Linked DNA regions of Mus musculus: all the other regions are linked to region 5. A link is a contact called in public promoter capture Hi-C data. All regions are on one chromosome and are shown on one strand. Each heading gives the region's core, a stretch centred on a gene start, on an enhancer-like site or on the middle of the called end of the contact. The rest is flanking DNA. Distances are from core to core; before and after follow the strand shown. Region 1 overlaps Nrxn3 (neurexin III). Region 2 overlaps Nrxn3 (neurexin III). Region 3 overlaps Nrxn3 (neurexin III). Region 4 holds the start of Snw1 (SNW domain containing 1). Region 5 holds the start of Adck1 (aarF domain containing kinase 1). Region 6 overlaps Nrxn3 (neurexin III). Region 7 holds the start of Sptlc2 (serine palmitoyltransferase, long chain base subunit 2).

Evidence for each region. Promoter capture Hi-C pulls out the DNA fragments that hold promoters and counts their contacts.
Region 1: a promoter capture Hi-C map of hippocampal neurons shows a contact between it and region 5, with 6 times the contacts expected there. The contact joins the enhancer-like site here to the promoter of Adck1 in region 5. A contact is called at or near these places in 13 of 39 promoter capture datasets (the 3T3-L1 cell line, the C10 cell line, the HPC-7 cell line and 7 more), 4 of 484 Hi-C or Micro-C datasets (the G1E-ER4 cell line, the HPC-7 cell line and cerebellar granule neurons) and 1 of 9 other capture datasets (embryonic tail).
Region 2: a promoter capture Hi-C map of cranial neural crest shows a contact between it and region 5. The contact joins the enhancer-like site here to the promoter of Adck1 in region 5. A contact is called at or near these places in 5 of 39 promoter capture datasets (the 3T3-L1 cell line, cranial neural crest, hippocampal neurons and 2 more).
Region 3: a contact with region 5 is called in a promoter capture Hi-C map of hippocampal neurons, with 12 times the contacts expected there. The contact joins the enhancer-like site here to the promoter of Adck1 in region 5. A contact is called at or near these places in 11 of 39 promoter capture datasets (the 3T3-L1 cell line, the C10 cell line, the HPC-7 cell line and 7 more), 4 of 484 Hi-C or Micro-C datasets (the G1E-ER4 cell line, the N1E-115 cell line, embryonic stem cells and 1 more) and 3 of 115 datasets of contacts at active chromatin or transcription factors (embryonic basal ganglia, embryonic stem cells and kidney).
Region 4: a contact with region 5 is called in a promoter capture Hi-C map of pre-B cells. The contact joins the promoter of Snw1 here to the promoter of Adck1 in region 5. A contact is called at or near these places in 14 of 39 promoter capture datasets (the 3T3-L1 cell line, the C10 cell line, the SN4741 cell line and 9 more), 3 of 484 Hi-C or Micro-C datasets (LSK cells, the N1E-115 cell line and bone marrow-derived macrophages), 6 of 115 datasets of contacts at active chromatin or transcription factors (the SCID.adh cell line, astrocytes, large pre-B cells and 3 more) and 3 of 9 other capture datasets (adipose tissue, embryonic stem cells and liver).
Region 6: a promoter capture Hi-C map of hippocampal neurons shows a contact between it and region 5, with 8 times the contacts expected there. The contact joins the enhancer-like site here to the promoter of Adck1 in region 5. A contact is called at or near these places in 4 of 39 promoter capture datasets (the C10 cell line, cranial neural crest, hippocampal neurons and 1 more) and 1 of 115 datasets of contacts at active chromatin or transcription factors (embryonic basal ganglia).
Region 7: a promoter capture Hi-C map of pre-B cells shows a contact between it and region 5. The contact joins the promoter of Sptlc2 here to the promoter of Adck1 in region 5. A contact is called at or near these places in 6 of 39 promoter capture datasets (the 3T3-L1 cell line, the C10 cell line, cranial neural crest and 3 more) and 4 of 115 datasets of contacts at active chromatin or transcription factors (astrocytes, embryonic stem cells, large pre-B cells and 1 more).

The regions. Positions count from the first base shown.
Region 1 is chr12:88,989,525-88,992,820 of GRCm38.p6, forward strand. The region is part of intron 3 of Nrxn3 (neurexin III); the gene reads left to right. Among named protein-coding and RNA genes, the nearest start is that of Gm40537, 18 kb to the left of the region's middle. Within about 2 kb of position 1,462, at least 2 of the 459 cell types and tissues checked have an H3K27ac peak or open chromatin away from gene starts, as enhancers often do. A contact at or near this core is called in hippocampal neurons, where this site is marked.
Region 2 is chr12:89,285,446-89,288,595 of GRCm38.p6, forward strand. The region is part of intron 7 of Nrxn3 (neurexin III); the gene reads left to right. Among named protein-coding and RNA genes, the nearest start is that of Gm40537, 310 kb to the left of the region's middle. Within about 2 kb of position 1,501, at least 6 of the 459 cell types and tissues checked have an H3K27ac peak or open chromatin away from gene starts, as enhancers often do.
Region 3 is chr12:89,105,017-89,108,163 of GRCm38.p6, forward strand. All of the region lies in intron 3 of Nrxn3 (neurexin III), which reads left to right. Among named protein-coding and RNA genes, the nearest start is that of Gm40537, 130 kb to the left of the region's middle. Within about 2 kb of position 1,590, at least 31 of the 459 cell types and tissues checked have an H3K27ac peak or open chromatin away from gene starts, as enhancers often do. A contact at or near this core is called in the N1E-115 cell line and hippocampal neurons, where this site is marked.
Region 4 is chr12:87,470,589-87,473,646 of GRCm38.p6, forward strand. Snw1 (SNW domain containing 1) reads right to left here and starts at 1,711. Exons shown (of 14, transcript NM_025507.2): 1 at 1,660-1,711. The coding sequence starts at 1,673.
Region 5 is chr12:88,359,161-88,362,009 of GRCm38.p6, forward strand. It overlaps Adck1 (aarF domain containing kinase 1), which reads left to right and starts at 1,354. Exons shown (of 11, transcript NM_001277297.1): 1 at 1,354-1,435. It also overlaps the pseudogene Gm5655.
Region 6 is chr12:89,147,906-89,150,722 of GRCm38.p6, forward strand. All of the region lies in intron 3 of Nrxn3 (neurexin III), which reads left to right. Among named protein-coding and RNA genes, the nearest start is that of Gm40537, 180 kb to the left of the region's middle. Within about 2 kb of position 1,281, at least 39 of the 459 cell types and tissues checked have an H3K27ac peak or open chromatin away from gene starts, as enhancers often do. A contact at or near this core is called in embryonic basal ganglia and hippocampal neurons, where this site is marked.
Region 7 is chr12:87,386,935-87,389,879 of GRCm38.p6, forward strand. It overlaps Sptlc2 (serine palmitoyltransferase, long chain base subunit 2), which reads right to left and starts at 1,421. Exons shown (of 12, transcript NM_011479.4): 1 at 1,112-1,421. The coding sequence starts at 1,237. Gm33444 (a long non-coding RNA gene) reads left to right here. Exons shown (of 3, transcript XR_381803.4): 1 at 1-744.

The sequences.
Region 1 (3,296 bases), core at 212-2,711, 630 kb after region 5:
GGAGCTGCTTTGCAAATGGTGTGAATGGGAGACAGGGATACACGATACTTGTTGGCTCATAACCTCATTTTAGTTCTCCTTACTCATTGGTGGCTAGTGACCACCACAGGAGGCTTGACAGTGTATGGAGCTGAGCATCTCTATGTACATTTACTAGTCACTCTTGTCAACCTCTTCCTCCTACACTTTCTGATACAGTCATTATGAGATGCACTATCACGGAAACAAACAAAACCTCACTATGAATTCTGCTCTCTCCAGATTTATAAATAAATTCTCACTTGACCTATTCCTTCTTCTATGGAACTTTACTTTTATCTTCATATCGGGTTAATGAGTTGGGGTGTGGGGCCTGGGGAAATAGGCTTAAGTAAGGTCAAAGTCACATGTGAATGTTAAGAGAGGATTGGAAAATAGTGTTCATTTGAGCACCCACTAGGTGCTCACATTGTTCTCTGGGTATTGGCTGCTTTTTCTGTAGTCTTCTTGACAATGTCACAAAAAAGCATAGCTCCCCAGTTTTACTGGTGCAGAGACTGTTAAACCCTTAGGGGTTAACTAAGAATCAAGATCACATAGCTGGGAGACTCCAGACTCACTGTCTTTTTTTTTTTTTTTTTTTTTTGAAATAGCACACGGTTATTTCTCCAAATTGTCTTTCACATAGCCTGCACATGTTAGATAGATCTTGTACTAGTCACCAAAAGGATGAAATAATTGACATAACACTTGGAGAACAAGCCCAGGACCTGACACAAAGCCACAGCTCCACAGACAAATAGCATTATTTTTAGATTTAATAGCTTATAAGGGAGGTGGTCCTTATAATATGTTGGAATGTGAAAAGAGAGAATCTTGGCTAACTGTAGCTGGCTTATTAGGGGTAGTGCAGGGTAAATGTCACTATGGCTAACTTGCCCCAGACTACCTGGTGAAGACGTAGCAGCTGCTTCCATTAGTGTTTGTGTTTGCTTCGACCTAAATGCGGCTTTCCTCTTCTAGTCTTGGCCTTATTTCGAGGTGATTTTTATGTCATGGCCTGTATACAGTTTTCTGAGCATACCCTTTAGTCAGCATCAGAGAATTTAGCTTGAGAGCTTTAAATTGGAGAGTAGCATTGTGTGTCATGGAAGGATGATGCTGAGTTGGATATAGTGGTGCATGTCCAAACATACTCACCTAAACCAAACCGCTTCCCCCTCAAAAAGCCTTGAGTTCTCTGTCCATGGTGCCGTACCCAAAACTCCCTGAGGTAAGAAACCTGGGCCCTCTCATCTCCTAAACCTATCTTTCCTGAGTAGAGAGACCACAGTTCTGTGGAAACAAGTCTGGGCTGGAAGCTAGGAGATTTAGTGACAGTTCCAATCACTTGCTCTGTGGCCCCAGGCAAACTAGCCAACCTCTCTGTTTCAATGTTCCCACTGGTAAAATTGAGTTGCTAACATTCTGTCATTCCCGGCTCGGAGTGCTGCTGATTTTTCTGTGAGTAAGTGAGACAACAGATGTTAAAGTGGGATATGAATGCTCTGTATGATTATGTTGCTATTATTGCCTCTCAGCCTTTTAATCATACATTTTGACTGTATCGCTTTAATTCACGGAGGCACCCTAAGGCCTAATAACATATAATGCAGTGAGCAGAAAAATCAAACAAACAGATAAATGCACTGGGGGAAAGAAGAGATAACTTTACTATGGATTTCAAGCTTGTGAATATATGGCTGGATAGCTTAGAGTATGTCTCTAAGAAGAAAGATAATAACCAGCGAAGAGTCACCATGTCTGGATGGATAGACAGTGAAGAAGACCACCTTGAAAACTCATTCCTGCTCTGCTTTTGAAAGGATTCTTTGCCCTCCATGAAATGGCTGCAACCATTTTCTTTTGTTTATTGTACTTGCTACCATCCAGGCTATAGGGGATAGAATCCCTAGGTTGTGTATTCTCCTTACAAAACATGGAATCACAATAAACTAAATCCTTACCTCTGAAAGACTCACTTTCTCCATCAAGAAAATGGGCTTCATAGCAGCAATAACTGAAGGTGATGAAGATCACATTTTAAAAGGAGTTTGGGTAGGTGGTAGCTGTCACGATTCTCCCCTGGTATGCTTTGGTACAGGTATTCTATTAAAAGGTCTTTAATTGTCTACTTTTTTTTTTGCCTTTTGTGCATTGTTTTAACTTTTCCAGATGTATTTTTCTCTGATTCTTTTTGTTAAAATTTTATCTTTCAACTCAGAGATCAAACACTGCCATTTCTGACTAATTTAACCATAAGTGGTAGTTTTTCCTACCTAGACTTCCTTTACTATGAACATTTTACCCCAAGAAGGGACTTGTGATTACCTAAGTACATCACTGCTTTCCTCAATGGATGATAAGATCCTGGAAGATGAGATCAGATCTAGCATAGTGCCTGGATTGCAGTAATTGTCCAGAACCTACTTAAATGCACATGTAAGGGCAATGTATGCATTACCTGTCCTCTTAACCTTTGGCAGTAGAGTATGGCTAGAGGAGGTGAGCAGCTACCCATGGCTATTGATATATTGACTGAGAACATTGGGCTTGTATAGTCAAATGGGAGCTTGAATGAGGGTTCCAATTTGGAATAAGGACATGGGAACTGTTAAAGACACATTTCATCATGGTCATTCTTGGTCTAGCCTTGGTCTTGGAGATGTTATGAAAACACAACATTGGCTTTGAAAGGTTTCTTTTTATTTCCAAGCCCAGAGCTAGTGAGCAGTCATGAATCAAGAAATTGTGTAATATGTAATCCTACCAGAAGGTGGCACACTACACTAGTTCCACGGTCTGTTGGCTTTGCTCCTGGGGATTCCCCAAATAAATGTGGGTATTTTGACAGGTAGCATTCCGTGGTGTCTTGCCTATTCTAAAGCCACTGCCTCCTTATTCTGTCTCCATCCCTATGGCACTCTGCTTCCCCATGAGGTATAAAGATGAAAGTGATTCTAGTCCATGGTGAAAACAGCCAATGGATTTTCACCTCTTGGAAGATTTCTGCTGAGGTAAGATGAAGGGGTTGAGGCTACTTCTCAGTTTCTGCGTAGCTACATATCCAACTCAAAGCATAAAACCTTTTAATTCCCATTGTATTAGTAGGGAGTTATTGGTCATTGCCCCTTTTTCAATCAAGGCATGGGAAGAAGGAGAAACGATCACTCTCTTCCTTCCTTCCTTTCTTCCTTCCTTCCTTCCTTCCTTCCTTCCTCCCTCCCTCCCTCCCTCCCTCCCTCTCTCTCTCTCTCTCTCTCTCTCTCTTTCTTTCT
Region 2 (3,150 bases), core at 251-2,750, 930 kb after region 5:
GCACTTACATCTTGCTTTATTTTATTATTTAACTTTCTTTATGATTAGGGATCAAAACCAAGGGTTTTGGGTGAATAAGCATTCTATCACTAGTCTACATCTCTGTCCCTATCCCACACACTTTAATTACACATCTTTAAATAGACATGTAAATATCTTATTGGATGAGACTATGAATGAGATGAAAATAACTGTGCTGTGGCCTCTGTTGTCTTCCGTTCATGTATGAGTAGACTTAGGAGACAGTGGTTAAGACTGAGGTGACGTACTCACTGTGGCTGATTGTCACAATGAGAGAGGTGTGTCCCTTTAGGTGCCCACTGTTGACAAGATTGGAGTGTGTTCATCACTAACTATAATGAAATGCCTGAATATATATATATATATATATATATATATGTGTGTGTGTGTGTGTGTGTGTGTGTGTGTATATATATATACATATATATATATATATATATATATATATCCTGATATATACGTATCCTTTACATTCTAGTTCTAGAGATTAAAAGGCATGATGGTGGTACCTGCTCTGACTCAGTTCTGGTGAGAATGTTATGGCAAATGCCAGATGAAAAAAATGAGGACATGTGTAAGAACAAGCTATCCCATCTTACCAGGAATGGACAGGATTTGAGGATCCAGAATTGCTTCTTTTGTTGCCCAGTCTTGGGAATTATTGAGGTCACAGAAGTACAGTGGTTTGTCCATGAATATCCTCTGTGTTATGATCTATGGCTAGGGCCTCACTTCCTCATACTTCTCCTGCTCACAGCACTCCCCTGAATGCCCTCAAGGTGCGTGTTGTGGAGGATCTGAAGCTCAGTCAGACTTTTAGGGAATTTTATGTTGAGCTTTGTACCTGTCATTTGTAGTTATCAATTAGAACTGCCAAGGGGAGAGTACAGGAGCTTCTGAGGATACCCAGATATCCCGTTCACCCAGAGTGGAGAGTTCTTGGGTAGGATCTCTCTCACCTCCTCAGCAAGGAAGTTAAGATGGAAGTAAGAAGAGGAACTAAGTCTTCAACTCAATCCCCCTTTCAAGCCTAAGCATTAGAAAACGCAAGGCCTGTTGGGGTAGCAAGAGGTAATGTAAATGCATAGCTTAGAAGCCAGTACAGCCTTGTAAGCCTTGATTCTTCATGCTTTCTTTTTTGTTTAAACTGTTTTATTAGGGTGCAACTGGCTTGAAAAGGTCTCATATGTATGGAATGCATGTGCATGATGAGTTGAGTTTGAAGTAAATATTTTTCTGTGAAAACAGCACCGCACCTTTGCTATAAACTGATCTGTCACATCTGTAAATTCTTATCTTACTATTGAGTATTCTTTGTGTGTGTGAGTGTCAGAATAACAAATACTGTGCCTCCTACACTCTTAGCCAAGTTTCAAGGGTATACTATAGTATTGTTAACTGTTCATCTCTAGATGGTACTAGCTTTACACATTTAAAGGTTTATGCCTTTCAATTCAGCACTGTTTTCTGAAAACCAGTTCAGATGGGAATGCATCCAATTATCCACAGAAATTCTTTCTGGTCTGAGGAAAGTTGACCACCTTGTAGCCTACTGCCTTGTCTAGCAGTGAACTTATAGGAATTTTTTTTTATGATGTAGGTTGTTTCAAATAGAGAAATCTATTTTATTTCAGTTTCTTGCACTCCGAAGCTATGCAGTTTACCCCACTGTGGTGCAGCTTTGTTTCAACAAATCATATTATCACTGTAGCTAATTGTTTCCTCATGTTGTTTCCTGTGAGGTTTCTCTCTCTCCTAGCTGGCTTCCCACAGGAACTGACAGCATCTGGCGATGGTTTACTTCCAAGTCTTCATCCAGAATGTCACAGAAGAGTCTGAAACCATAACAGTTTTGGAGAAAGCAAGACACCACAGGGAAGCTCCCATAACCCATTAGCCTCCTCCAGAACAGGGTTCTGTGGAAAAAAAGCATGTGGCAGGTACACGAGCTAGTAAATGGTCTCGTGCCAGATTTTGGCAGTGTCACTATTTGCCCCAAAGAGCTTACATTAGGCTCTAAATAACAATAATGAGGAAATCCAATTAAGAAGTATTTCAGAGACATGGAAGGTAATTACTGTAAATAGGAGCAAATCAGCTGGATCACCTGTACACATGTATAACTAGCTTGTTTTGCCTAAACATTAGTTAAGCAACATTAAATTTAAAGAGAGCTTCTATTAGCTCCCACTAGCTTATGATATAGAGTGATTATCATAACTTTGACCAGATTTTCTGTCTGGTGTAAAAGAAACTGTGGCCAGGATGTGGCTACCCACTTGATCACAAATCCCTCATGCCCTCCAAGAATTATGTTCATAATGAAAACCCATCCTTGGCTGCCTGATACTTCCCTTACTCTATTTTGTAGGTAATGAATGTTTATAGGCAAATGAAAGTTTAAGTTTCTCTTCATAAAAATTCATCACAGCTAACTACCTTCAAATAGACTCCAAGAATAAGAGTGTTCCCCTTTCTCTTACAAGTCCTTAATTTTCTATTTCTTGCCAATAAACAGCTTAGTTAAACTCCAAGCAGTACCATTAACCAACTCATTGTTTAAACTCTAATATCCCTTTTATTATCAGTCACAACCACTTCTTTATTTGAACTGAACTTTATTTAGTTTATCGCTCTCATTATTGGCCAACAGAGCAGGGTAAATCGTGTGTTGTCTGATTTATGAAGCACAGTGATTTTAAGACCTTAAGCATTCATCAAATGTATGTGTTATGTACCTTAGCTTCCTTGCTTAGCTGGTGTGGTTACCTTTCACATACAGCTTCTCACAGTCCCTGTTTACCCTTTCAGAGAATGGATTAGATGGCCATTTGTCTGTTCTGTTCATAGCACTTATTGCTCAAGGACAAGATAGTTTTCTCATATTTCACAATTTCTAGCGTTAAGATGATATAAGATTTTTTTTTGTCCCAAAAATGATTTGGGAAAAATAGTGTCAAGTGTTTGGATTCTAGTGTTTAACCAGCATTCCATGGTCTGATTTCATAATCTCATGATCTCCCTGAATGGACTATCTGTCTTGTATGGAGTCAATATCTGTCTATCTGACTAGTTCCAAATTCTATCTGGCTAGCCCACAATTTCCAATGAACCTCAGTCTAACATGGT
Region 3 (3,147 bases), core at 340-2,839, 750 kb after region 5:
ATTTGGTATTTCCTCTTGCCGGAGTTCTAAGATACTTATTAACAGTACTCATTTAGTGTTTGATATATGTTGTCTTATATTGTTTTGTATGTTTTATTCTAGACAGATTGTATGAACCTGTCTAGTACAAGTGATATCTTGTGTTCATTTCATCTACCCTCCAATTCTAAGATGACCCTTTGAACATAGCAGAGTCTCAGTTAACATTCAGTGATCAAGTAGAACACTAAGGAGCATGCCTTGTGTTGCTATTCTGCTCAGTTCAGATATCATCTTGAATAAAGTTATTTTCAATTTTCCTATAGAATTTCTTGGAACTGTAGGCTTTCCCCCTGGCTTGCCCCTAAAACTGATCACTTGAGAAGAGCTTTTTCCTAGTGTGAAAGAGTTTTGAAAGCATCTAAGCATTGCCTCAGGTAGTGCTTGGACAATCAAAATCTTTTAGTGATCAGCGTGAAGGGATTTAGACTGTCAGGTTGCATTCTAAAGTGGTAGCATAGAGCTGTTGAAACTACCACAAAACTACCAGTTTTGTCACTACTATCCATTTGTGATAATCTCTGTGCCTTGGTTTCTTTGTCTGCAAAATGGGTCTAATAATGACTATCTTATGGAGTCATGATGATGTTCTGCTGTGATACAAAATGTGAGAGGACAGATATTATAAAACACTATGTACATGCCAATAATGAAGTTTCCAGCAACTCTGGGCATGATGGTGGTGGGCGATTGGTTCTCTCCATGAGGTATAAACAGAACTCTGGGCATCCTGGTAAACTCACTGAGAAATCAGGGATTTGCCATGGCCTCAACTGTGACCTACAGATAGAAGAAAACTGGAAAGGAAAAAAAAATATAGACCAGTGAGTTCAGCATCAGTAATTAAGTCAAGTAAAATGGGCTGTGGGATGCATGACAAACATTAGACCCTGGGTATGCATTTCAGCAGATCCTATTGCGTCAACATCCAGAACACCATCTACTCACCTATAACTCTCTTCTATGTAGTTCTTTTCTGTTTCTTGCTTGATTGCTTTCATTTGTCTAAAGCAATCTTGGCATCCTGTGCTAAGCCTGCTGACCCCAAAAGGACACTCTGAAAGCCTGATTTTCTGACTGGTGTGATGTTGCTGCTGGTTTTGGCTGATGCCCAGGATAAGATATGTAGTGGCTATCCATTCACTGAGTGGACCCTCCTCAGCCCCATCTTTGCATAAAGAGCTGGGCAGATTGACGGAGGGAGCAGAGCTAGGTTGGATCTTTTCTGGTCTTTCTCTTTTTCTTCCAGTTTTCCATGTGGCGTCAGCAGCTGAGTAAGGGAAAGCTAAGAGGTTTAAATGTGCTTTTGCTCCACGGGTCAGATTAATAACCCAAAGCCTTTCACACTGGCAGATCAGGGTGAGGCAGTCCAGCCAGAAAGTACTAGGTTATGGGGGCAGTGGCTGGAAAGCCAGATCGTACCAGAGGTGACAGCTGACAACAAATGATGAAGTGGCAAACCCGGTCTGCTGCCTCCCAGCCCCCACCCTCCTGCCTTCTGCCTCTGTCCTCTCATTCTGAGATGGCTGCACCGTGCTCCAGCCTCTGGCGGCTGCTGCCCTCTGCTGGGAAGAAAGCTTCACTTGGTGCGAACATGTGGAGCGCTGTACATCCTAGGAAACCAACCTTAGGGCACAAAGCCATGCACTGCTGAAAATATAGGAATCATTCAAGGGGAGAAGGCAGAGGTTCCACAAGCCCCTTGTATCAAAGTGGTCGCAACTTGTCACAGATCTTTGGAATGTAGCTGTTATGGATTCATTGCTTGGATCCTTCAATTTTCTGTCTGAGTGGAATGTCCCTGGGGAATGTGATTTGGTCTTCTTCCTTAACTGGCTTGGGCATTGTATCTTGCGACCCTCCATTGAGGACCCTTAAACATCACTGTTGGTTTTGTTAAATGAGTCACTTAGGCATAACCTTTTCTTGAGAGAAACTGACAGAGGGAAATGGAATCTTGAGGAGGCAGTAGGGTGGTGGGGTTGGACAGTCTTATGGTTCAGAGGACCCTGCAGAGAGTGGGTTTCTCAGTGGTCAAGGGGGGAGCAGGACAAGGGCCAGATGAAGGAAGCAGGACTAACAGTGTAGGTAATGAACTACCTTACTAGTTCACAGCTTTCCCAAGAGTTGTTTATGCAAATTAGATCGTGCTCAGCTGACCTCAGGAGGGTCCCTGTCTTCAGCATGACAGCAAGGTGACCTTGGTCATTGCTGTTTCTTCATACTAGCATATAGCACAGCCAGACAGGATCTATGACCTCAGTGACCACACAGCAATTCTACTTGAGGGATTTATTTTCATTCCGTTGGTTTCTGCCAAGTCTGTGTTAGAGCAAATGGGGCTCTCCCAGCCAGCAAGTGTCTCCTCGTGATGTGTGTAAACAGTACTGGTCAGGAAATAGGTTTCCTGTTCTTAATGGGCTTGTTCAACCTCGTATTGAGTGGGGCACAAATAGCTTTATTATGAATAATAGTAATGGTAGCAAGCATCGTTGCTATTCATAGTAGGAACATTATGTTGTCAGTTCTGACTGGTCTTTCTTCTGTTAGCTTTATTAGCTTGGAGGCCCTTTGGCTCAGGAATGAGTATAGAATAATACTAGGACCAGTAGTTAGGGAAGGTGTTCCAGGTTATCTTTGTATAACCTGCAGAATACCCATTCCGAGCCTCTCTCCACTCTTACAGTATTTTCCTCCTGCATCCCTCCCACAATTCTCTCAAGGCTTACTCTCCTGCATCCCTTCCATCATCCTCTCAAGGTTCCTCCTCCTGTGTCCCTCCCACCATCCTCAAGGTTCCTTTTGTATCCCTTTCTTCTGGGTTTTAAACTATCCTCCTATCTTATAAGAAAGAAGGACTAACATTTTGTTCTTTTTATTTTAATTAAGCCCGAAAGCCATAGACAAGGTTCTGAGGTGAAATTCTGGTGTGAGGTGGAGACTGTAGAGAGAGTAAGGGAAGCTGGATCATGCATAGAAGTGGGGCTTGTAGTTTTATTTCTAGGACCTTTATGTCACCTAAACTTCAACATGGTGATACCTGATCACTGATGAGATGGCTTGGGATATGGAGGGGTGATTGGGTAACAAGGGTAGATAACTCAGGAT
Region 4 (3,058 bases), core at 461-2,960, 890 kb before region 5:
TTTCTTATAAAACCCAGAACTACCAGCCCAGGGATGACACAACCCACAATTGGCTGGGCCCTCCCGCCTTTGATCACTAATTGAGTAAGTGCCTTACAGCTGGATCTCGTGGAGGCATTTCCTTAAGTGAGGCTCCTATCTGTGTGATAAATTGAGCTTGTGTCAAATTGACACACAAACCCAGCCAGTACATTTGGCTTTTAATTCCAGGTTAAAACCCACGAGAGATGTCAAGGCAGCTAGTGAAATCCCACAGACAATCAAGAGCAAGAGGGACTTGCTTTCTTGCAGAGAAGGAAGGAGGGAGGCAAGCAGGCAGGCAGGCTAGGCACCATGTAAGCTGCTTGCTGGTTGGCAGAGTGGCTTATACTCATCTAGCTTATACTGTTCAGGATATCCCGCCTAGGGAATGGAGCAGCCATTAGTGGTTTGGATCTTCCTGCATCTCTTAGCAAGAAAAACAATCCTTTCCAGACATGTCCATAAGCCAATCTGTTCTAGGCAATTTTTTCACCTGATATCTTTTGACCAGGTGTTAAGCAGACAGTTAAAGCTAACCAGGTCAGTGTTATTCTGTTTTTGTTTTTAAATCCTGGCCTTAAACTACCTATACAGACCTGATTGGCCTTGGAACTCTGAGATCCTCCCGCCTGCACTATTTTCATCCGTGTACCCACTTGTCCATCTTCCCGGTTTAAAAAAAATTTTTTTTTCATTCTACATATACTACCTCTAGGGCAAAGCAGGACAACAAACCTTAATTCATATAACCAAAATATTCTTAGGATTCATATTGTTATGAGCCAGGAAAAAATATGAGAAGTGGGTTTAACAGGTACAATCCAAGGCCCTAAAGTGAATACCTTCTTTAAAATCAGACTTTTCCAGCTGAGTTTGCATGGAAAGTTTTTCCACTTACAGCAGTTGGGAGTTACATAACTTTTTGGAAGTCTCCCACTTAGCATTTTCTTTTCCTTAAAGGTTGGAAACACTTTACATACAGTAACCAGGGCAACCAGGAACAGCAAAAGCCGGAGGTGGTTCTATGTACAAAAGAAATTCTAAGATCCAAAGTTAAAAGGTGGAGCGGCGCGCATTTAGTCAACAGCAGCCCCTACTGCTGTCAATTAAAAAAAAACTTGGTCGGTTCTCGGACGTTCCCAACTCTTTGTTTTTTTGTTTTGTTTTTTTTTTTTTTTTTGCAAAAATCTTTGTTTCGGGAGAGAGAGAGTAGCAGGAGAAAATGAGAAGCACAAAACATACAAGCGGCTGGAAAGCCTCCCACGAGACGGGCGAGCTTTGCTTAGCGGGGTTAAATAAGCCGCGGCTTCGCAGTGCAACCATCTCAGCCCGCAGTCCACAAGGCGCTCGTCAATCTACCGCGCCGCTTACGCGAAGCACATGTGAGGTCCTCGCGGCGAGGCCATGTCAGGGCTCTCGGAACAGGGGGGGGCGAACTCAACCCGGGAAGCCCCGAAGGAAAGACCCCGGCTTCGGCGCGGCCTAGTCGCGGAGGAAGCCCGAGAGAGGTTCCAGCCACGGTTTTGACTAAGTTACTTCTGCGCCTCAGGCCAGGTCACAGCCCGAACAGTACGGGCAGAAAGGAAAAGATGTGTACTCCAGACCCTTCCGTATCGAGGACCCAAATCAACAACCCACCTGGTGAGCGCCATCTTCTTCCGCTTCTTCCTGCGCAGGCCACAACGTCGCCGGGCGAGTCTTGCCCGGGAACGAGGAACACAATGGAAAAATGCTCACTGCGCAGGCGCTCTGACCGAACGGCCCTCTGGGCCTTGTAGTTCTTTGAGAGAGACTTGTGACAGCCAGTCTGTTGAAAGTGCGTTAGCAACAACTACCTTAGCATACGAAATTCCTTACTTCTGTAGATTTTACAGGCTACAGGGTCTCTGTTTAACATGTCAGTAGTGATAATACAAAATATGATATAAAGCCTTATTTTGGGACGCTAATACTATTATCCAACTCTGCTTTAAGGCCGCTACACATAGTACTGCTTAAGAGTTTTGAATAGGATGCAAAGTCTGGCTGATCCCCCACTATAAGCCACCCTCCGTGCATATAGTTAATCGTTGTGTTAACAGTCATCTACTTTAAATTTTGCTTCACGAATGAATTATTTAAAAAACAGTGTGGGGTGTGGCAAATAAAGAAGATGCTAGAAATTAAGATCAATGAGCGTAGATTTAGTTCAGCTGATAATTTGGAGCTGAAGTAGGACTGAGACAGGTAAGAAAGACAATTATTTCTTTCTGAGATAGGGTTTTTCTGTGTAGTCCTGGCTGCCTTGGAACTTTTCCTATAGACCAAGCTGGTCATGATCTGACATCAGCTTGACACTGCCTCCTAAGTGTTAGGATCAAAGGTCTTTGCCACTGAATGCAGCTCAAGAAAGACAGTTCTTAGTCCAGCAGTTGAGGCACATGCCTTTAATCCCAGAGGTAGATCACTGTGAGTTCAAAGCCAGTCTGGTCTACAGAGCTAGTTCTAGGATGGCCAAGACTACACAAAGAAACCCTGTCTCAAAAGACTAAAACCAAACTGTCTTAGTGTACCCATTACTGTGAAAAGATGCCATGACTGAGGCAACTTTTATAAAGGAAAATATCACTTGTAGCTGGCTTAAATTTTCAGGGGTTCAGTTCATTATCATTATAGCAGCATCCAGGCAGACATAGTGCTGGAGAAGGAGCTGAGAGTTCAGCAAGCCAATTTGAAGGCAGTAAGGAGAGACTGCTTGTCTCACTCTGGGCAGAGCTTGAGTAGATATAGATCTCTTCAAAGTCCTACATCCACAGTGGCAAACCTCCTCCAACAATGCCATACCTCCTGAGAGTACCACACCTTGCACTAAGCATAAGTAAATCACCACGCCAAACAAACAAAAGGACTCTTCTTGCCACACACTGGTTTTCTATGGTAATGAGAGACTAAAGAGGCTACTGAGGGCAATGTTAAAATAATGAATGTGGGAAATCAGAAAGGCATAGCCCAAAACCTAGGATGTAGGATTGAAAGAAAGGGATGGATATGTATTCTG
Region 5 (2,849 bases), core at 104-2,603:
GTAGTAAGGAAAATGATTCTAAAAAGTCAACATGGTTTTCAGTATTTAAAAAATAGGTAAAAAGTATGTAAAAGCCTCGAGAGACCAATAATATCCAATAGCTTCAAAAGATAAACTAAAGACCCTTAGATGTAATCAACTTTACCAACATCTGTCCGTGTCTGTTTAATATTTACAGGGAAAATATACTCACTATAATTTTTTATAGAATGGCAAGTAGGAAGTTGATGTAGGAGATGTAGAAGGGCAAAGAGAACTCAGAAAGTCTTTCTATTATGTAACTTTTGCTTTAGAATCATCAAAAAGCAACTACTTCCCCTCATACTCCTTTAAGTTTTGCACTGCATAGGAAATTTCATTCTCAACTCCATTCATGTTAACGCCTGTTGGGTCACTGGAGTCTTCGTTCCTGTCAGATTCGTGGGTCCCATTAGTATCATTAGTTTCAGAATTTCTATTGTCAGTGAATGGGGTCCCAACCACCTTATCAGGATTAGATGTTTTGTTGGACAGCTCATAGTCTGCTTTGCTCTTTTGTCCTCCAAGAAGTCCAATACCTTCTACATTTTTTTTATTGTTGTTGTTCAAAACCTTTTCCACCAAATCTAATTGATACTTCATCGTCATAATTTTCAGCCACCCCCTTGCTTCCTCCTCATTCAGTGGCTCTGTCTTACCTATTTCACACATCTGGTCAACCACAAAATTCCCCTCATCGAGTTCTAGACTGTTAAAAGCCAGGGACTTTAACAGATGCAGTAGAGTTTGTGCCCACTACTAATAGTAATGCCACTGTGCATTGCAACAGCAAATAATCCATAGCTGTCATTAGTCGGCTTGGTGCTCCATTCTTCTAGTGACAGCTTAAGAGGTATCAACAAAGGAGTGTTGGTCTTGGAAAGTCCACCACCATAACAATCAAACTCCAGTAGCAGCAAAGCATTTCAGATGAATAGTGATAATAGGCATTTTGTCAAACCAGAGACTTCGCTTTGCTTCCGTATAATAATGGCAATTTTCACAGAAATATTTAACCTCTCCTACAATTCTCTCCACTGAAACAAGGTTTCATTTCATTTCTCTCAAGGTCTTCGTTTCAACAGGAATAGCTGACTCACTCATTAGAATTCTAATTAGAATCTAATGCCTACTTAAAATCTACAGATCCAGAATTACATCATCCATTAAACATGGATCTATACTTTGACTCCTTAAATTATTCTCAGTATGATTCTTTGTCGGTATCTTAGCAGACAAGGAAAGGTTTTCCTCTGGCTCAGGGACCACAGCTGTGGCCTCTAGTCTAAGGAACAGAAAAGAACTACAAATCCCGGCAGGCCTCGCGGCACCGGCTTCTGTAGGCGCTCTGGTGGCGAAAGCACTGTTTCCTGGAATTTGGGTTCCGGGCTGCGCGGCGCAGCTTCCCTACCCTCTGGTGAGTAGCACCCGCGCACAGAGTCCTGGCCAATCCCGCTGCCAGATTGTGCGGGACGTGGAGAGCGGTGGGTCCGGTGCAGATGTGCTCCGCGACGTTTGAGCTCAGGCTCTGCCGCCCAGACGAAGCTGGGAGGAAACTCGAGCCTGTGACCCTGTCACCCTAGCTGGCGAAACCACGTGGTTCAGGTGACTCGCAGTGCCCCGCCCCCTTGGCTGTGACTCTCTCGCTCGGTGTCCTAGAGGTCCTTAGTGTGGACTGGCCACTTGGGTGGCCCAACCTTGCGTGCCCTGGAGTAGGCAGAGGTGAAGAGGGGCTACGAGTGGCTCCGCCGGCAGCCTTCAGACATCGGTGACCTTGTGGGCTCCCACGCAGAGGTAGCTGGGGCGATGAGCGTGGAGTGGTGAAGAGCAGGGGCCTCCCCAGAAGTCAGGTCACCTAGGCTTGCTACAGGCTCCAGTCTCCTTAACTCCCCAGTACCTTGGAGACTTCCAGTGCTTCCAGCAGATGTGCGGAGAGAAGACTTTCATAGTACAGCTGTCCCAGACTTCGTTGACATTTACTTGCCACGAAAGTGAGAAGCTTAGCGCTTAGTAGGCGCTCAAGATATAGTTGCGGAGTTGCTAGGAATTGGATTTTGTCCTGTGACAATTTTTCTTTAAGCGTCTTCTTGTCACTGTGGTTCACAGGCTGTGTGTATGTAGTGTGCAGCAGAGTGATGTGGAGGGCTTGTTACTACACAGAATTCAGCCCACTTCCTCTTTAAACTTCTGATTTTAGTGTGATATTTGAACTCTGGGATCGGCATGTCCAACATGAACCCAGGAGATGCCATGTCGCTACCCCGGGGACTATAAGTTTGAATGCTATTTTATAAGAAAAAGTCCATATCGATTTGTCACACTGGGTTATGGTGTGTGTGTGTGGGGGTGGGGGGTGGGGTGGGGGGTGGTTGTGTCCCTGTGGCTAGCTTCGATATTGTAGTTGTAGCACTCATGGCACCTGCTTTACACACTGCAACCCAACCCCATTACTTTATGTACATATATCCATGTAGTTTTGCCACCTGGGTCCTTTTTATCCTGGATTATATTCTCTCTTATTTTACTGTGGTATTTGGCTGATACTCAACGGGCCTTATGGTGTGAGATTTTAACTTCTGAGAGAATTTATCACACTTTATTTCTTTCCAAACATACCCCCTCAGTCCCCTCCTTGCCAGAGACTGGACTGGTGAATGGCTAGAGTGCTTGGTATAGCCATCCATCCCTGTCTTGTCTCCCAGTAGGACACACCCTGCCTGGGTTATCTAGGACTAAATGTCCGAGACAGAGAACCACTGGCCACTCCAGCCAATTCCTTGTTCATATGCACTCTGTTGGCGGCACAGACACACGTGGACTCTAGCATTTGT
Region 6 (2,817 bases), core at 31-2,530, 790 kb after region 5:
TTGGTCTACAAGCAAAATTGCTTATGAGATATGGTAAACGTGAAGCAAAGACTCTGTGGAAAGTGGGATTAAAATTGGGGATGAAAACTTAGAAAGATCCATCTATAGCTCTCCTTATCTCAGTTGCATGAGAGAAAAGGAGAAACACAGAAGAAAGAAGGGAGATTTCGAGTTAGGGAGTTATATTTGGGGAAGTGATGAGTTTGGTTAAATTCTTTAGTCTTCCTATGCTTCATGTTTTTACTATGTTAGGTTAAGACAATTACAAGGTGAAAGTCCATGTAACTATCATTTAGGATTAGTTTTTAGACTTGTGCCAATGTTTATAGTTTAGAAATTTTGAAGAAAAAAATTAAAAGATTGGTCCATCAGCCTCCTATGTTGGTTGCTGTCCACTTTGAGTCAAAAATTACTGTTTTAAAAATTTATTAATTATTTTATTTACTTATATCTCAAATGTTGTCCCTCCTAGCCCCACTCATAGAGTTCTTCCCCATCCTCCTTCCAGTTTGCCTTTGAGAAGATCCTCACCTCAGGCATACCCCCACCCTGGAACATCACATCTCTAAAGAATTAATTAGGCACATCCTCTCCCACTGAGGCCAAACAAGGCAGTCAGCCCTCTAGTACATATGTATAAGGAGCCTCGGACCAAAAATGACTTTTCAAGTCTGCTTGAGAGCCCACCACTCCAGGCTCTGAGCTGGTTCTTCCCTGAAGGTTTAGTTCTCGGTAATGTGACTATCTGGCTCAGTTTTCTGTTAAAATTTGCGATGTCAGGATATCTCAGTGATTTCTTAAACTAAGAAAGCATCTGGTGATTCTTTAAAAGGAATATTTTATAGAAGAGGGCATGTCGATTGTGCAAAAGCCTGATAATACCTTTAGTAAAATGAGATGGTTTTCTCCTGTACGTTCGTCAGAGATCCAGTGCCCATCTGAGAATGGCATCGGGGTGAGTGGAAGAAGTAGAGGAAGGAGAGAAGGATGTTGAGTAAAAGGAGGGAAACTGGATGATCTCAGAACCCACACCTAGTGAGCTCCTGGAGAGTCCGAGCTGAGAGGCACTGCAAAGGAGAATCTGCTGCCTGAGTATAGATGGTGCCTGCGAAATGGCTGATTTATCAGGTGCAGGCAGAGTGTGACAAACCTGTTCTGTGCTGTTCTTTTTTTCCCCCTCTCCTCTGCCACATCCCTTAGCCCTTCTCACTCCACCCCTGACACCCCAACCTCTTGCAGCACTTGCTCCCCTTCTCCCTGACCCTCCCCCCTCCTCTTTACTGGCAGGTTCACCAAGAAACAACTGGGTTTCCATGGCAACGTGGAGACAGCTGAAAAATGGCAGCTAAATGCAGCTGCCCCTCATTTAATATCGACTCTGGCACTGACAGAACAGATAATGGGCAATAACACACCATTATGTTGTGGGAAAATGAAATGCTTCAGCAGCAGGCTGTCATGCTGGGGGATTTATTTGTTACTGTACCAGCACCAGTTTCCCTCCACATCCCTTCCTTTCTTTTTATCCCTTCATGCCCTAGGCAGTTTCTCTCTTCCCCCTTTCACCCCCATTGCTCATTTCTATTTCCTCTCATCTTGCATATTTCCCACCATACTTTCTCCATTTCTCTGAATCAGTCATGGCTTTGCCTGGACACATGCACATAGAATAAGAGCAATTATTTGCATAATGACTTACAAGTCACAAAGCACATTCAAACACACTTTCCCTCAATCTGGGTGGCGAGACAACTCCCCCAGACAAGTAGGGCTTGCATGCTGCTAAGTATTCTGTGGGTCTAAAAGGGAGGCTTAGAAATGTTGACCAGTTTGTCCAAATTTACATAAGTAACTGTCAGGACCTTCATTCCCAAGTCAGATTTTCTGCCCTACACACAGGATTCTTTCAACTACACGGAGAATTTCCAGCTGCCAATTTCTGCTCACCTCATCAGAATCAAGTTTCATTAATAATAGTTATTATTAATCTCTATCATAAAAAACTTTCAAGCTGCCAGTCTTCATAAGGTCTATAGTTCTTTTCTTACATGTCTAGGCTCTTATAGATTCTCCCAATAAAGTGGCATTAAGTTGTTGATAAGGGTAGACTGCTTTTAATATTTTAAGTCCAAATGCACATATCTACCCAGTGCCACCCATTGTATCAGGAATTCATGGCATACAAAAGGGTCATAGCATAGTCTGACTTAAAAATTGGACCATTTTGGTGGCTGAGAATATTACTTTCAAAAAGTCTATTGAACATCAAGGCAAAGGGTGTAGAACATCTTTGGGCTGAACAAGGAGAGTCTTTTCTCTATTGCTGTTGATTAACTGTTCTGTTGTAGATCTATGTGGCTGGATCTTCGTAAAACCCACACCCCTTCCTAAGTTATTACATCATGCACTTTCTAGACTCTATAGATCTGAAATCAAGTTCCTTGTAGAAAAATGCAAATGGAGTGTGACTAGGTAATTCCAACAATGTTTTCATTTCTTCTTGTGGTTGGTGAAAGTCAAAACCAAAACCAAGGTTTCATATGGACACCCATAGGCAGTATAGTATGAATAATACATATAGAGGGGTTTAACCATGGAAATGACTTATGTTGGTAAAGAGAGTAATGTTTGTATTGTACACTAAAGGGTTTTGACCTAGAGTCTGTGTAACTCTTGAAAACACACACAACATTTTACATGAACAAGGCAGTACACAGTACAGTGGTTCAACCCACCTGGTTTGAACTCACTAATGCAGGTTTTCACCCTACTAATTTCCAGGTTTGTAGATTGGGAAAAATTATTTTTATTCTCCCA
Region 7 (2,945 bases), core at 171-2,670, 970 kb before region 5:
AGTCAGGCTTAGTCTACAAAGCAGAACAGCCTGAGAGGGCTGTTACTCAGAGAAACCATGTCTGGAAACAAGCAAAATACTGCTAGGAATTCAGAATTCTGTAAGATAGTTTAGAAGTTCATGGATATGGTTGATGATTCAACTTCAGTTAATTAATACAAGGACTCATGACAACTTACCACTGGATTAAGCAACGCCCTCCACGATAGCTCTATTGCGCCGTGAAGGGGCCACCTAAAATCCTATCTGGATGGTGGGATGGGGGTCTCACCAATCGCACAACGGGACAATTTTCAAGACAAGACCCCCGAGGAGGTTCCCTGCCAAGGTTTTCCCCATAAAGGAAGTCCAGAACGTGATAGGAAGAGGCTGTCCGGTTGTGCTTCCACAACTGCACTGCCTAACTTTCTCAGAGCGTCAGCTTCCTTTTGGGGCTGCAAGACTCTACAGGAAGCATGTACTCGAGGGGACCCGGGCAGGAACCCGAGAAAGTATCGCCGGACTTCGAGGGAAAGATTTCCTCTGCTTCCCACTAGGAGCGGCCTGCACTTTTTTTTTTTTTTTTTTGCGTGATCCACATGGTTAAGAACCAGAGACTTGCAGAGGAAGCCCAGCCTCCAGGGCCCTTCAGAACAGCAAATGCTGAGGAGCCGGGCAGACCTCAGGAGTCCCGCGTGGCTGAGGAGCCCCGGGAGGCTGGAGAGCCAGGCAGAACTAGGGGACACCGCACACCTAAGAAACCAGGTAAACCTTGGGACCCCCGCAGGGCAGAGAACCACAGCTCATCGCTGCGGAGCCGGGTAGTACTGGGAAGGCTCGAATAACTGGAGAAGCGGGCAGAACCGAGGAGCCCCTCACGGTGAGGGAGCCCCACATAGTTGTAGAGTCCCGCGCTGCCCTTGAGTCTCCCTCCCGCTCAGGGGGGAGGCCCAGCCAGCGCCGGCTCCCCGTCGCTCAGCACACCTGAGCCGCGCCCAGCCGCCAGCCGGCCACTGACCGGCCCGCGCGGCTGCCCGTCCTCCCCGGCCCGGCCCGGCCCAGCCCGGGCATCGGCTCGCGGGGGTCCCGGCCCACCGCCCCGATCTCGCCCAGCCTCTCGATCCCATCGTACCTGGCCGGCAGCCGCGACGGTGGCGGTGCTGCTCCTCAAGTACCCGTTCCTCACTTCCCCGTTCTTGACGCAGCCGTTCGCCCGCATCGGGCGGCGGCAGCAGCAGCCTCCGGGCTCCGGCCGCATCCTCCCGGCAGCACCCGGCAGCAGGACAGGCTCTGGAGGTGGCGGCGGAGCCAACTCCCGCTCCGCACCGCACCCACCTCTCCGAAACCGGAAATGGCTGCAGCGCCGCTGCCAATTCCCGGTCCGGCCGTCACGCGAGGGCGGGGCCACCCGAGAAGACGGGGCTCGCCGAAGCCCGGCAGCCGGAGGGAACATGGGGCGGGGTCTATCGGCTATTGACCAATCCAAAGGCGAGAGGGGCGGATCTCATGCTGATTCTGGCGAATTAAGAGCAAGGGAAAAGCGGCTTGCAGACATCAAGGGGACTTCTTCAGAGGAACTCGAGAACTGAGCAATTGATTGGAGCCCTAGCCAGGTCGTAGGTGGAGCTTTGCCGCCTACTGGTCCAGGTTGAGAAGGAGGCGGAGCCCGGAAAGGAACAGCCAATTAGAGTGTGGAGAAAGAAACAGGGGCTGAGCCTATTTCCAGAGCCTGTTCCCGGTTCTCTAGCACTGGTGGTGGTTGCCCTCTGTGCCCTTCCTCCCGAGAGGTTCTCAGGTTGAATCCGAGCCCAAGACAGGCAGCTCCTTTATTTCATTAGCAAATTCCTCTGTGGGTGTTAATAGAATAGCCTTTTTGACAGTCTCTCACTGTTCTTCATTGTGAACTACGCGAACGCCTCGCGCGCACATCACTTGTTTCTATCCGGGTTTTCCTAGGGCAATTTCCTTTGAAGACTTTCCTTGAAAGTCAGGAGACTTGATCTGTTTCCAGATCTTGTGATAACTGAAACTGAAACTTGAGGAATTAACTCCTTTAGGAGCCAAGTTCTTTTAAAATTCTTCCTGCTTCATGGACTCATTTGCCAGAATTACATTAGTAAAGCGCTGGACACCTATCACAATACCTAATCCAAATCAGTAGCAAAAGAAATTGATCTACATTTCAGCATTACAAAGACCTTTAGTTACCCATAAAAAAAAAAATCAATGTCATAATTAAGAGTATGACTCAGTCTAGGTTTGAATCCTGGCTGCCTCACCTACTAGCTGAGTGACCTCTATGTTCCTCTGCTCAGGGGGATAATAACAGTTGCCATAAGAGAATCTAATGAGTTAATGCCTGTAATGTATTTTGCTTAGGACCTGGCAATTAGTAAGTATTCATTAAGTGCTGGTTATTATTAATTGCCGAATGCATCTGTGTGAATCCCTGTGTCACACAACCCCTTCTCCCCTGGAGCTTTAGAACTGCGTTGGCAAGGTTATTTGTTTTGCTTGATTTAGAAGAGGTACTCTTAACAGCAAGTGGAGCAAGGACAAAACTTTCAAGTCACAAACCCTTTGATCTCAAAAGTGAACACGAGAATCAAAAAGAACTCTATGGGGCCTGGAGAGATGGCTCAGCAGTGAAGTACTGGACACTGCTTGTCCAGAGTACCTGGATTTGGTTCTAGCACCCACATGGTGGCTCACAGCTATCTATAACTCCAGTGCCAGAGGAATCAAAGCCTTATTCTGATTTCCCAGGGCACCAGACACAAACTTGGTGCACATACATACATGCAGACAAGACACTCACAGACATAAATTAAAATCTCCTTTTTAAAAGTTTTTTTTTTAAAAAAAAAAAAAAGCTCTGTATGCCTTTAAGCTAAGCATAGTAATGCATTGATACAGTCTCAGCACTCCTGAGGTAGAGGCAGGAGTGTAGATGTTCAAGATAATCT